Regions from separate parts of the Zea mays genome. Here region 1 is linked to region 2. Evidence: chromatin contacts called from public Hi-C data. All regions are on one chromosome and are shown on one strand. The core of a region is the stretch at or near the end of the contact, and the rest is flanking DNA. Distances in the headings are between cores, read along the strand shown. Region 1 holds the start of LOC100284567. Region 2 holds the start of LOC100274313.

Region 1 (6,477 bases), core at 1,895-4,394, 170 kb after region 2:
AAAGTGTGTGAAAAATACAAAGAATATTTTTTATGGGATGGAATTTGGGGATGTTGCTGCAAATAACCTGAAACGTATGAACATTGAACAATGCACTTGGGCTACTGTGAATGCGCGGCGTGATCCGCACAGCCTGGTGGAGAGCAGCAGGCCTCCGCGTTTTCCAGAGCCGCGCCGGCATGCGGATGCGAGTCTCTCTTTGTCGGATGCTCGGAGCCTTCAACGGTCCCACTTGGTGTAAGCAAGCGTGCCATTCGGTGCAGAGTGGCAGAGTGCGGTCGCAATGGGCGCGGACGCACGACTCGACCGATCAGGCGATCACCGACCGACTGCTGATTGGAAACGACCCATCACACAACTCCATACCATACGTAGTAGACAGGTACTCTGCGATAGGCTTTTGTCTGCTCGGCGCGCCCACTTGCGAGGTCCCGTGGTGGCGCACAGGAACCTAAGCAGCATCTGGTTGCGCGTATGCCCTGAGCCCTGTTCCGAGTCAGCTCTTGGCCAGCCGCTCGGGCTTGGTACTTGGTGGTCGGGTACTTTGGTTGATGGCGCTAGTCTTGAGGCTAGCTGCAGCGGCACCCGCCACACTCGCTCTCTCTAGCCCTGTAGCAATTTAGGATGGCTAGTGAGCTGCAATGGCGCGCGCTAAACGGCCTCCTACTTGCTACAGTTTAAAAGGTGAAAACAGTGAAACGCCAGATTTAGAGGAATGGCGGCCGGTCCTCTTGGCTGGAGTATCGTGTCCATTAGAGCATCTCAAAGAGATTAGTCAAATAGCTCAGCAAGTTAAATTTTGGCTACTCAATTGCAAAATAACTCTCCAACAGACTAGTCATCTAACTTGCCAAGCTATCCGGCTCTTCAAATTGGCTTCCTCTCTAGCTAAATTTGGCTAGCCGCTGACTAGCCAAACTAAATAGAGAGTCTGTTAAAGTGAGATGCTACATATAGAATATAATCTTTATGAAGAGGTAAATAGAGTGTCATATAGAGAGTCGAAAATGGAGTGTCTCTTGGAGATGCTCTTAGTATTTGCTATTTAGAGAAAAGTAGATAAAATATGATGAATATATATAAAAAAATAATATTTTATATTGTAGCGGGATATATGAGGAATATACGCAAAACCGCTGCGGGATATAAAAAATAGAGGATAAAATATTTATGATGGACACAAAAAAATAATATAAATTTTAGAGAAAAGAGCTGAGGATAGTCTGAGACAGAGGATCCGAACTGAGTGCACGGTTTACAAAACCGTTTTGTATACTAAAACCGCTACCCACCGGTAACGGTTTACCGACGGTAAACCGGTAAAAACAGTAAAAACCGACCGGTTTGACCAATTCAAATTAATTTGAATTCGAACCGGTTTACCGGTGAAAAACCGGCGAAAAACCGCTCAAAACCGTCGATTAACCGCGAAATGAACCGGGTTTTGCTGTTTTTTTACAGAAAAATGAAATTTTTTAACAATATTTATTTGTAGTTTGCTCAATTCACATTGCATAGTAAATATTAATTGATCCACACGACATGTGTTCACCAAAATAACATATAACATACATATGAAACGAAAAACTCCAGTTCTCATGCAACAAACAACCATCGAACTTCACAATACTCAAATACAAGTTCTTTTACAACTCTCCAACGAGGCAACGACACATAGGTCGACTTATTTCACAATACTCACATGTTTATCTCGAGTCATAGTGATAGTACTCAGGTATGTTGGAGAGATCGTGATATTGTTCCAATCCGTTATAGTGATAGTGATAGGTCTGTGATCGTGATATTGTTCCAATCCATTACAAAAAAACACATCGGTATGTGTGTTTAGAGATGGCAATGGGTACCCGCGATCCGATACCCGACGAGTATTTACTCCATTAGGTATGTATGTGGGCTAAATATTCTACCAGACTGGCAAAATTCTTCAACCAATGGGTAAACAGGTATTAGAAGACCTACAACAATTTAATGACCATGTAATGGAACATGTAATTTGCTATGTAGTACTGTTCTAGTGTTACTATTTAATCCAATTATCTTTGGTGTGTTGAATGGATGGTTAAATGATGCTAAAATTTTGTAATGTTATTTAGATGGATATACTTGACATTTGTATAATATAATATTTTGATAGATGTTTAATTTTTGTGGTACGGGTGACCCGATGGGTGACTCATACCCACATGGGTATGTGAGTAAATCCATACCCACCAGTGTATATGGGTGATCCAATGGGGTTATTTTTTGTCGCGGGTATGGGTATGGAGCACTAATACCCGGTGGGTATTTACCCATTGCCATCTCTATGTGTGTTTGGTGTTTGTATATTGCATGTGCACCTCACCAAGTGTTAGATTTTTCTCATGATCAGCAAATCTTAAAAACACATATAGAAGAACTGGAGCTAAAGGTTCTAAATTGAGTCTTGTCTAGACGGATAATTATTGAAAGAAATGAAGCTACTTGATCTACGGATTCCATCTTGGACAGGAAATGAAAACAAAATTAACCACTAAATGCCTAAACTGGACTTGAGCTACGGGTTTATCTTCACATATAACATATAATATCTTCACATATATCATATAATAGTAAACAAGACTAATATGACTAAATTGACCACTAAATAATCAGTTTTGGCATTAAATCTGGTTTTTCGGTAAAAATTGACGGTTTACCGGTCTCAAATAACGGTTTACCGGTCCCAGAAAACGGTTTCTCAACGGTTTTGGTTTTTATGAATTTTTCAAATTTTTTAAATTTAGAACGAATTTTGAAAAAAAACCGGTGGTTTACCGAAACCGCACCCAGCGGTTTCGGTAAACCGACCGGTTTACCGCCGGTTTTTACCGGTTTTGTAAACCATGACTGAGTGGCGACGTGGCCGGCCTGGCGGGGCCATGTGGCACGTGAAGGGCGAGGTGCATGTCCACCTGGCGGCTTCCGCGCGGCGGGGCCCGCCCGCATAGACGGGTCGGCCGGGGGGAAAGATATTTGCCCACGGCGGCCGGCCCACGTCGCTTTCCAATCTCCGCTCCTCCAATCGGCTCCCCGCGCCCACGTGAACGCCCTCCCCACCACCCCGCTTTTTTCCTCCCGCGCCCGCTCCGTGCGCTCGGTGCAGAGGCTCAAGCCCCGGCGAGGCGGCGCCCACTCTCACTGGCCGTCGCCGCGGCCAGTGAGCGGGTGGAGGAGCCGTGGACCTCTCCCATCGAGGCGCCGGGCGGCAGGCGGTGTCCTCATCCGTGGCGCAAGTATATGTAGGATCGTCCCCGGTCGACTCTGCAGTCTGCACGGCGCCTTATCATCACACACGGAACCAGATTGCGGGCAGCCATAGACGAAGAGAGAAAGAAAGGTCAACAGGGCACTGCTTGCCTGCTGCGTAGTGACTAGTGTGCCTCAACCAAAAGGATCCATGGCTCCCGGAGACGACTCTAACCCCGCCGCCTCCTATATCCACACGGTAATTAAGTTCCCATCTGCTTCATTATAATCCATGTTCTATAGTTCTTCTGAAAAGTCACACTCGTCTGCATGACTGCATGCACGCACGCATAATGCTCGGTACTAACAACTGCGGTGGTCGTCGGCGTCGTTCACGCCGCAGGTGCAGCACCTGATAGAGAGGTGCATGACGTTCGGGATGAGCATGGAGGAGTGCATGGAGGCGCTGGCTAAGCGCGCCGACGTCCTGCCCGTCGTCACCTCCACAGGTCATTTCAGTGCATGCATGTTGTAGAAACGAGCAATTCCTCCTCTGAAATTATTTCGGTAAATTCATATATGTTTCCTTCCATTGCGAGCATTTGCAGTGTGGAAGGAGCTGGAGAAGGAGAACAAGGAGTTCTTCGACAAGTACCAGGAGTGGATATCGGAGAAGCGAAGCGCAGGCACCTCCTAGCGCGGTGGCACTGAACTAGCTGCTGGCTTTGCTTAGATTAGCCATGATGTGTATTGTTTGGTTATTCTTGGATTCGTTACTTAGGCATTGTTTAGTTATTCTTGGATTCGTTACTTAGGCTTTCTCTAGTGCTAAAATCTAGGGAGTGTTTGGTTTATAGGGACTAATGTTTAGTCCCTTCATTTTATTCTATTTTAGTCTATAAATTGCCAAATATAGAAACTAAAATAGAGTTCTAATTTCTATATTTGGTAATTTTGGAACTAAAATAGAATAAAATGTAGGGACTAAAAATTAGTCACTAGAAACCAAACACCCCCTTAGTATCTAATAAAATTTAGCATATGCTAAACTTTAGCGCTTGCTGTCCCTTGGTGTCCACGAGGAGCATGCAACTAATGGTAAGAAAGAGATAAAGCGGTATTCAATGTAAAATGGGGTTGAAGACTACTTTTGGCACAGTTTAGCATCTTTGATGGAGCTAAATTGCTAATAGATACTATATATAACGGGCCCTTATACTGTGTTGTGTTTAATTATGGTGGAATAAGCTATAGAGAGGTCAGCCCCTAGTATATAGGGGGGCATACGTATATATGGGCCGCTTGGCCTGGTGTTGAAGTTGAAGTGGCCTGCTTCTACAACTAGAAGAAGCCCACATACAAGTAATCCCTTCTTGGTGTTCAAACAAGAATTTCTTTTTTTTTTATCTTTATAGAGCTAAATAAAGAACCACTTCAATTTTCTGTGATAAATACCTTAATAACTTTTTTAATCCAACTAAAGTTGACAAGAAGGCTGGAGAATGAGATGGCTGGCGGGACGTGCACACGGCGTGTTGCGTGATGACAAGAAAAGACGTACACAGTATGTTGTATGGCAGGAAGAAAACTAAACTAGGAATATTTTGGGAAGGCCAGGCCACCGCGCATGGATGGGAAGCTAACTGTGTCTAGCGCGAGCTTGCTACTAGCGAGTGGGCCAATATTGTTTCAGAACAAGTCACCACTGTTTAGACATACTGACAATTCGTAATCGATGGCTTCAACTATCAGTCTATATATCTGTACTAAAACCATCAGCAATATTCTATATATCTATACACTCTATACTATGTATAATAATTTATGGCTACAATCGGCTTCAACCGTTTCATGGCTTCAATCGATAGTGATAATACTAATTTATAGCTTTAACTAATGGATAATGGTAATACTAATTTATGGCGTCAACTAATTTGTAGCTTTGATTGATTTATAGCTTCGACCAATAAACAGCGATAACTAATCGACAGCTTTGATTTGGCTCGAGCCTTTTGGTTCTCCGCAGGAGCAGAGCCTCTCCAATTCGAACGCGCCTTCTCCTACATGAGTCATGAGCAAGATGGGGTGCAGGAAACCATGGCTTATATATCCTTCCTCAAGGGACTCCCTCTCGCATGATTCAATACAGTTGAACCTCCCATCTGGTAATATCTGGAAAGCGATTTCAGATTCAACAGTAAAAAAATGGCCCATCCACAACCCCCCCCCCCCCCCCCCCTCCCTCTCGCATGATTCAATACAGTTGAACCTCCCATCTGGTAATATCTGGAAAGCGATTTCAGATTCAACAGTAAAAAAATGGCCCATCCACACCCCCCCCCCCCCTCCCTCTCGCATGATTCAATACAGTTGAACCTCCCATCTGGTAATATCTGGAAAAACTAAATCAAACATGAGTTTAGCAACTAACCCTCCTCAAACCAGCAAAAGGGACAGTAGAGCATCCACAAGAACAGCATGCCTGTGAGTCTTCCTCCTCAACCCAGGAAACTCTGAATCTAAATAACAGGAATCCACCAATCTGTGCTTATGGCGCCCTTTGCCTAGCAGGTAGAGTGGCATTCCTGTTATTGGCGAACTATCTCACTGGTAATCTGTCATTGGCGAACTTCTGTAACTCAAGATAATGTCTCCAATTCCTCACATTGGAATATCTTAAGACTTCCACTTCAGGATTTCTGGAGGCATTAAAACAAAAAAAGACCGCCACAGTTAACCATTATACCTCGCCATCTGAATATCACAGCCCGTGCCTTGGCTGCAAACGTCTACCTTTCCTTTGCTCTTGTACCGATCATAGTAGTAGCCTCTCCTGCTCAGGCTTTTCAGAACGCATTTCGATTTCGGGAGCCTTTTCCAGCTCCTGTTGTTTGTACGTCGCACTCGACTTTCTTTAATGAAGTTTGTTTCTTCTATTTAAACAAAGAAAGATACAAACTTGATTAAAGTGATCCACCAAAAAGCGTGCGTTCTTGATTGAAGTGATCCACGTAAAATCCGGCGGAGAGGGAAAACGGAAGAAGCAGCGAAGAAGATTTCGTCTCGTGCCAGGTGACTCGCGGTCGCGGGAGATGAGGGCAGATGGTCAGTGATCCACCGAAATCTTGACACGACACACGACAACCGGCACCCATGTGCGGGACGTCACGATCCCGCGACCTTCCGGACAGCGACGCAGGACCTGCACAAAATCATGAGCCGTGTTAACACGCCACGCAAGCAAATCCT
Region 2 (6,830 bases), core at 3,023-5,522:
AAATGTCAGAGCAAACATGTTTAAAGTTAGCACTTAGCAGTGATTACTAGTCATGCTCTAGACATACATATGAAGATATTTTAGGGAAAATCATATATTGACAGAAAATTTGTAATGGATTTTGGGTGGTGCCATCAAGACTATGACCTCTAATTGAAAAAAAAATTGAAGTACGATTTTGAGATCAACATAGACTTGTGGCACAAAAGAGGTCAGCATAGACTCCTTGTGTTCCTGAACTTTTTGTTACCTAGCAGCCCTAGAATTTACAAAGCCATAGACCACAGCAAAATACAAACTTCAATATAAAATAGCAACCATAGTAATTTTCCTTGTGTTCAGGCAGACATACTCACCCTAAAATCAGCCTTCTTCAGTACCTCCGCTGTAGTTGTTTCAAACTGTCGTCTAGGAGGGTTCTTTGCGGCTGCAGGTTTTCTAAGGTCAAGGTCCTACACTTGTCAGATTGAATGAAATAAGGCATTATAATAGCAACCACACATGGGCAGATCGGCAAATAAAATAATAAATGAAGAAAGAAATCTGTAAAGTACACATGGTATATTGGTATTATAAAGAGTATTTCCGTGTATTTGAAATTAAATTCTCATTTTGTTAACAAATATCTGCTAGTAAAACACACGATTTTTACTGTGATTTTAGCATAGCAGACATTTCTAGCCCACACACTTATACACTAATTCCTGAATGCTTACACAAGATAAGTAGATAACAAAAACATATAGGTTGCAAAAGATTTTAGACAACTCGGATAATTTTGTCTATTTATTGACAAACCAAACTACTGCTTACCCGAACAGAATACGTTGAACCTTGCCTAAACCGCACATCAGGCCTGAACTCAAAGTCATCTTCCCAGTCACCGTCGACGTCCTCGTCCTCCTCCATTTGGATGTTGCGTGCCGCATTAGCAATCGTATCATTTAAGCCATCATTAAAAGAATCATAACCATCCATCCATCCTGAATTGCTCCTGTCGCCAGATGCAGGAAACCCAGGGAAACCAGAGCTGCTACTGTCACTTAACCAAGTGAAACCACCCTTGGACAACCCAGATCTGCTCTTGTCACTTAACCCAGTCAAACCACCCATCCCAGAGCCCATATTGTATCTCCTACCAGTGTTCTCAGCCCTATCGAGCTTCTCGTAGAGTGATCCTTTGTCTGTGTCCTTGCCCCCAAACAACCGTTCTTCGAATTCGTCCATAGTCTCACCATCCCCTGCACAGAAACGGTCAAACCAGATAGGCATATCAAAATCGGCTTGATTGAGACTATTCAAGAGTCAATTCTTCACTCTTAAAGCATTATTACACCAGAAGTGTAAGGGAATGATGGTTTTTAGCTCGAGAAAGCTAGACAAAATTCACATCAGATCTACATCTCCAGGGTCATTCAATTCAACTTACTGTTATAACCAACTTTAGGGAAAGGTACGCAAGTATAACAACTATGGGCATCACACAGCACGAGTACCTCCCATGTGTGGTATCTTTTGTTTCAAGAGATACCACTCATGGGAGGCCAGGAAGGAACAGGGACAGAAGAGGGTTGGATGCTCACCGGACTGGAATGAACGACGGAAGACGCCGGCAGCGGCCAGCAGCGGATGGGGAGGGAAGGCATGACAGAGAGAGGCATGGCAGGGGAGACAGCGCCTCAGTGCGGAGCTCACCATCGCGCTCGCTTGGTGGTACTCCTGCCCTGTGGCATTCAATACACAAAGATAAGTGTGACAATAGCTCCTTCAAAATGCCCCAAGCCAAAAAAAACCACTTATCACAGCCACCTATAACCTCTCAGAGGTGCTCACAGACCTAGCATACACCAGTAGCTGGCGCGCGCCCTTGGGCACGCTTTGTTACGTAATTGAGCTAGTTCATAATAATTGAGCTAGTTACATTATAGGGAAATTTTTTGTGTGTGATAATAGATGTACTTATTATAGAAGATAGCTATATCAGTATATAAATGTTGAAAAGGAAATGAAGCAAAATATGTACACAATAGTTGATATTTAAGTTACTTTATATACAGGGGAAGGTCTAGCAAAGAAGTTGTTCAATAGTTGACAGGCTAATTATATAAGTGTGTTTACATCGAGGATAGTTGGTACGACAAATTACACGTTAATGTAGAGATCTCGTGAAGAAGTTCGTCAGCAGTTATCAAAACATTATATAAGTACATTTATATCGGTGATAGTTGGAACAACAAAGTAGGCATTGACGTTTGCAGCAATCGTTGTAGTTGTTCCATGGAAGCTGTTTGAAAATAAGAAGAAAATGTATGATAAATTTATTTTTTGAGGTAAAAAATGGAAACATGTGATGCTCACATGGGTTTAGGTTGTGGGGATGGAGATGTTCTTTTTTGTTGATTCTAGATCTTCATGCTCAGTTTTAAAAGGTTGATGTTTCAACCGACACACAGGAAATATAATTTAATTTTGTGTTTTAGTTATAGATAATTTACATGCAACTATAGAATAGGAACCGTCACACAGGAAATATAATCTAAAAACCTCATGTGCAGTTCAAATAATATAAAAACTCATATGTAGTTCAGCTGTCTGAAAATAAAACACCATATGTCTAAAAAGTTGTTCGGCTCATATGTAATTCACTCATATGACCAAGCCATGGTGATGGCCATGCATGCTTGCAGGATCGGGGTGCAACTCTAGACCTCCCCTTGCTGCTGAACTGAAAAGGTGTACTACAGCTCATTGTTATTAAAACGTCGCTTAGACGTCGTTTAAGCGTTAAAACGTGATTAGCAGTTGGAACGTCCGGGCGTTTTAGGTAAGCCGCGTAGAACGTCCGTTTCGAGCGTTTAAGCGTCGCTTAAGCATCCTAATCGCGTTTTAGGATGTTTTATGCGTGCTGAGGACGTTCTACCTGTTCTGGGCCTTTCCTGGGCCTTTAGGTTTTTCTCTAGGTGTTGGACGCACGCCACCCTCCTCTCTCCTCTCCTCCAACGGCTCAGCCGACCGCCGCCCTCCTCTCTCGGTCTCTCCTCTCCTCCAACGGCTCAGCCGGCGCCACCGCCCTCCTCCCTCCTATCCTCCAACATCTCCGGCGCGTCTCTCCTCTCCTCAACCGCGGAGGCAAAGCCGGCCGCCGGCCGTGGAGGCACAGTCGGCGCGTCTCTCCTATGTCCTCTCCTCAGCCGTGGAGGCACAGTCGGCGCGTCTCTCCTATGTCCTCTCCTCAGCCGTGGAGGCACAACCGACCGACGGCCGTGGAGGCACAGCAGACCTACGGCCACCGCTGGCCGCCTACCCCACAGCAGATCTGCACCCAAGACCAGCAGCCAGCCAGCCATCCTCTGCGGCTCCACTCTGCCAGCGCCCAAGACCAGCACTAGCAGCCAGCCATCCTCCACCTCCACTGCTCTCCATTTGATCATTTGGTGAGTACTGATTTTGCTCACAGTGAATCAATCAATCTCTATTTGCTCAACCATATTGGTGAGTACTGAACTACTGATTGTGCAACCATATTGCTCACAGTGAATTTCAATTTGGTTTGTGAACTCAAGTATTCAACTTATGTATGAACTTATTTTATATTTGAACTTCTATGTCAAGTCTGAAAAGACGTTTCAACGTTCGTTTAAACGTTTAAATGTTAAAAAGTTGGTTCATAACGTTTTAACGTTTTACCGCTTTAATAACCATGCTACAGCTACCTGGTCTAACCAGGTCATCATTAGATGTCCTGTGAACAATGTTTTCAGATCGGCTGATCGTTTCTGATTGCCGGTGGGGCGATCAGCCGACTAATCCCGATTAATCGACGATCAACCCGATTAATCGGACACAACAAATCAGCATTCAACAGCTGCAGAGATATGCTCATTAGCATTCAACATCACCTCACAACAGTCCAAATCTAAATTCAAGGCAGCAGCATTCATCATTCAAGCTATAAGCAAATCAGCAAGACAGCTACAGCCTATCGGGGACTGGGGAGAAGAGATGAACTGGTGGAGCCGTGGAGACATGGAGCCTTCACCGTACCTGTAGGCTGGCGCCGCCGCACCGGGATGGAGGAGGGGCCGAGGGGGACGATGCCGCCGTATCCCCCCGTCACTGGTAGCGCGCCGCCGTCGCCTGCACAGAGCTTACGACGCGCCACAGGAAGGGTCGAAGGGAGGAGCTCACGACGCGTCGCTGGAAGTGCCGATGCGCGTGCAGTGCGTGCGCTGTACGCGGCTCGGCGACTGAAAATGGGAAGCGGGAGGGCGGGAGGACGGCGGGTGGGACTAGGGTTGCGACTGTGGGAGGCGGCGGGACGGGAGGTCGAGGACGGTCGGACGGAGGGTGGGAGCGGACCAACTTTTTTTTTTTTTTGCAATTTAGCCTTTTTGGATTTTATTTTCACAAACTAGGTGTGTGCCCGTACGTTGCCACGAGAGATAAAATAGTATAAAACATAAATATGGAACGATAAACATAACTATGATATGCAAAATTCTATTTAAGTCTGCGTATTCTCGTGCGTGAGAGTGGAGCGATTCCATTCTAGATTTTGAGAACGGAGTGAAACCATTATATTTTCTGTTTGGATCCACATTTTTTTGGAGTGAGCTCATCCCAGGTCTAGTTGAAATATTCTCAATTTTGAACCACTCTGCTCTGATCGCTCTCCAACTGAATGCACAATGAAGCGGCTCCATCCCACCTTGCTACCCAACCAAACGGACACAAATACTTTGTCTTGACCGAGAATTGTCTCTCCCCATATTTCATAAAATTAACTATATTTCTCTGACACCATTCATACATGCAGAAACTTGCTCAAAGAGTTGTTAAGATGTCAAATGGATATACCGGATTTAAAATATGCACTTGATCACCGTATTCCTTTGAGCACACCAGATATGTATCCCTGCCGCAGAGACCAAGCACAACCACACAGGACCATAATCAAATACTAATGGCAGTTGACCTAATAGAAGAATCCAGTTGCATTAGAATGGCACCACATATGCACGAAAAAACATGTTCCTCATAAAGCAATAGGCAGCGTAGAACCATAGAACTATAGAAGAATCTGATTCTAATTCCAATAAGGGCAGACCAGATGCACCACTACCGAATATTAATGATGGATCTAAGATCACATGTGCCTCACAAGGCAAGGGCGCAAGGCAACGACAATGTAGAACAATAGAAGAAATGACTTGTTGTCAATGTTAGCGCTGAGAAGGCAGTAAATGAAGCCATCGTTGAACCTAGGGCTAGCACTATTAGCCAGGCCTACTTGGGTAGATGTTTGCATAGCTACAAGCACCACATAGGAAGAAGGGAAAGCCGGAAAGAGATAGCTTTGACCTCCACAGTTATGTCTAAAGTACAAGAGGGTTCATAGATATCATTTACATCAATTTTCACGCTGCTAGCGCTACATCAACTGGAGAACAATGACTCACTGTGACTTGGAAATTAGCTCCAATGCCTCGATCATGACAACACGATTTCCCCTAATAAACTGCAGATAATTGTAGGATGTCAGCATATTATGTGAATTAATAAGCAAGCTTTAAAATTTGTGTTTTTAAGCATTTCAAAACATCATTTAAAACTGCTTGACCACAGGTACACGTGGGAAAAGTTCAAAATAACCTTCAATAGTAGAAAACTTACCACCATTCCATTATGGGTGTTGTAATTTCCACTAACATCCACAGTGTTGTTGATCACCAGGTTCATGAACTGGTCGAATCCCCGAAGTGTGCCAATAACAAGACGGTTTGCATTCAGCTTAACTGAAGAAATGTGCAAACTCTGAACATAAAGGCCGCTCATAAATTCAATGGCAAAAAATTGATCTAGCTTAGCACCACCAAGATATAACAAAAATAAAATGACAAAACAGAACGACATTGCATCAATACACTCATGTTAAAAATATAAAAAAAGAAGCCTTGTGGCTACATGTACAATGAAATCTTGATCTCATTATAAATAATTTTGTCATGGACCAGGCCTCTAATGCTTGTCTGCTTGTCTCACTAATACAATTTACACACGCTGAAAATTTCTCATGTATAAAAAAATACAGAGGAAGCCTTTGTTGCTGCATATACAATGGGACCTCAGACATCATTATGAATATAGACCAAGCTTCTAATGGGCAACATCTCGACTGAATAATACAATTTACAGACTTAGGGAGAAACACTTTCATCTACTACCAGGGAATTTTCTAATAGCATTAACACAATAAATTCAGACTTTCAATTATGTTGATATGCTAACATCTATGATATACTATTACATATATAAATGATCATGGTTCTACTTTTATTGATATTTATTGTGTTATCATTACCATCATGGTGTAAATATATTAACATTATGTGCAGTACCAATAAAAATACACATAACATAACTTAGAATACATTATGTGGCGATGGCAATTAAGATGAGAATTTTACCAAGAAATATGTGGTGATGGCAATTATGAGTAGACCATCAGACCTAATTGATCCCTTTTACCTGAAATGGGATAGGAGAATGTCATAGTTGAGAATAAATAATAATAGAGAATTCAAAATATATCTGCTTCTCGACTGACAATAGTCCTGCAAAGAATAAATAAGTGGTCGATGCTATAGTCCTCTAAATAATAAATTGAATTGGTTCTATCAAAGCATTTGATCTACTACTGGACTCACAAATCACCTGAAAAAGGGAGAGGGGAGAGGGCATTGTTAATGGCTGGGTTCGATATATTTTGTAAGAGGAGCTATTTTTAAGGAAAAAATCATTAACAGTCAACCATTTTAGACTGAAGAAAC

Evidence for each region. Hi-C and Micro-C count contacts between places; a contact is called where the count stands out from the background.
Region 1: a Hi-C map of ear shows a contact between it and region 2, with 6 times the contacts expected there. The contact joins the promoter of LOC100284567 here to the promoter of LOC100274313 in region 2. A contact is called at or near these places in 13 of 25 Hi-C or Micro-C datasets (bundle sheath, ear, endosperm and 4 more).

The regions. Positions count from the first base shown.
Region 1 is chr1:42,319,272-42,325,748 of Zm-B73-REFERENCE-NAM-5.0, forward strand. LOC100284567 reads left to right here and starts at 3,145. Exons shown (of 3, transcript NM_001157462.2): 1 at 3,145-3,487; 2 at 3,632-3,737; 3 at 3,837-4,039. The coding sequence starts at 3,440. The coding sequence ends at 3,925.
Region 2 is chr1:42,152,769-42,159,598 of Zm-B73-REFERENCE-NAM-5.0, forward strand. It overlaps LOC100274313, which reads right to left and starts at 4,273. Exons shown (of 6, transcript NM_001148676.1): 1 at 4,045-4,273; 2 at 1,584-1,724; 3 at 814-1,241; 4 at 357-452. The coding sequence starts at 1,698. It overlaps LOC109943612 (probable small nuclear ribonucleoprotein G), which reads right to left and starts at 6,379. Exons shown (of 2, transcript XM_020547115.1): 1 at 5,674-6,379; 2 at 5,125-5,518. The coding sequence starts at 5,913. The coding sequence ends at 5,456.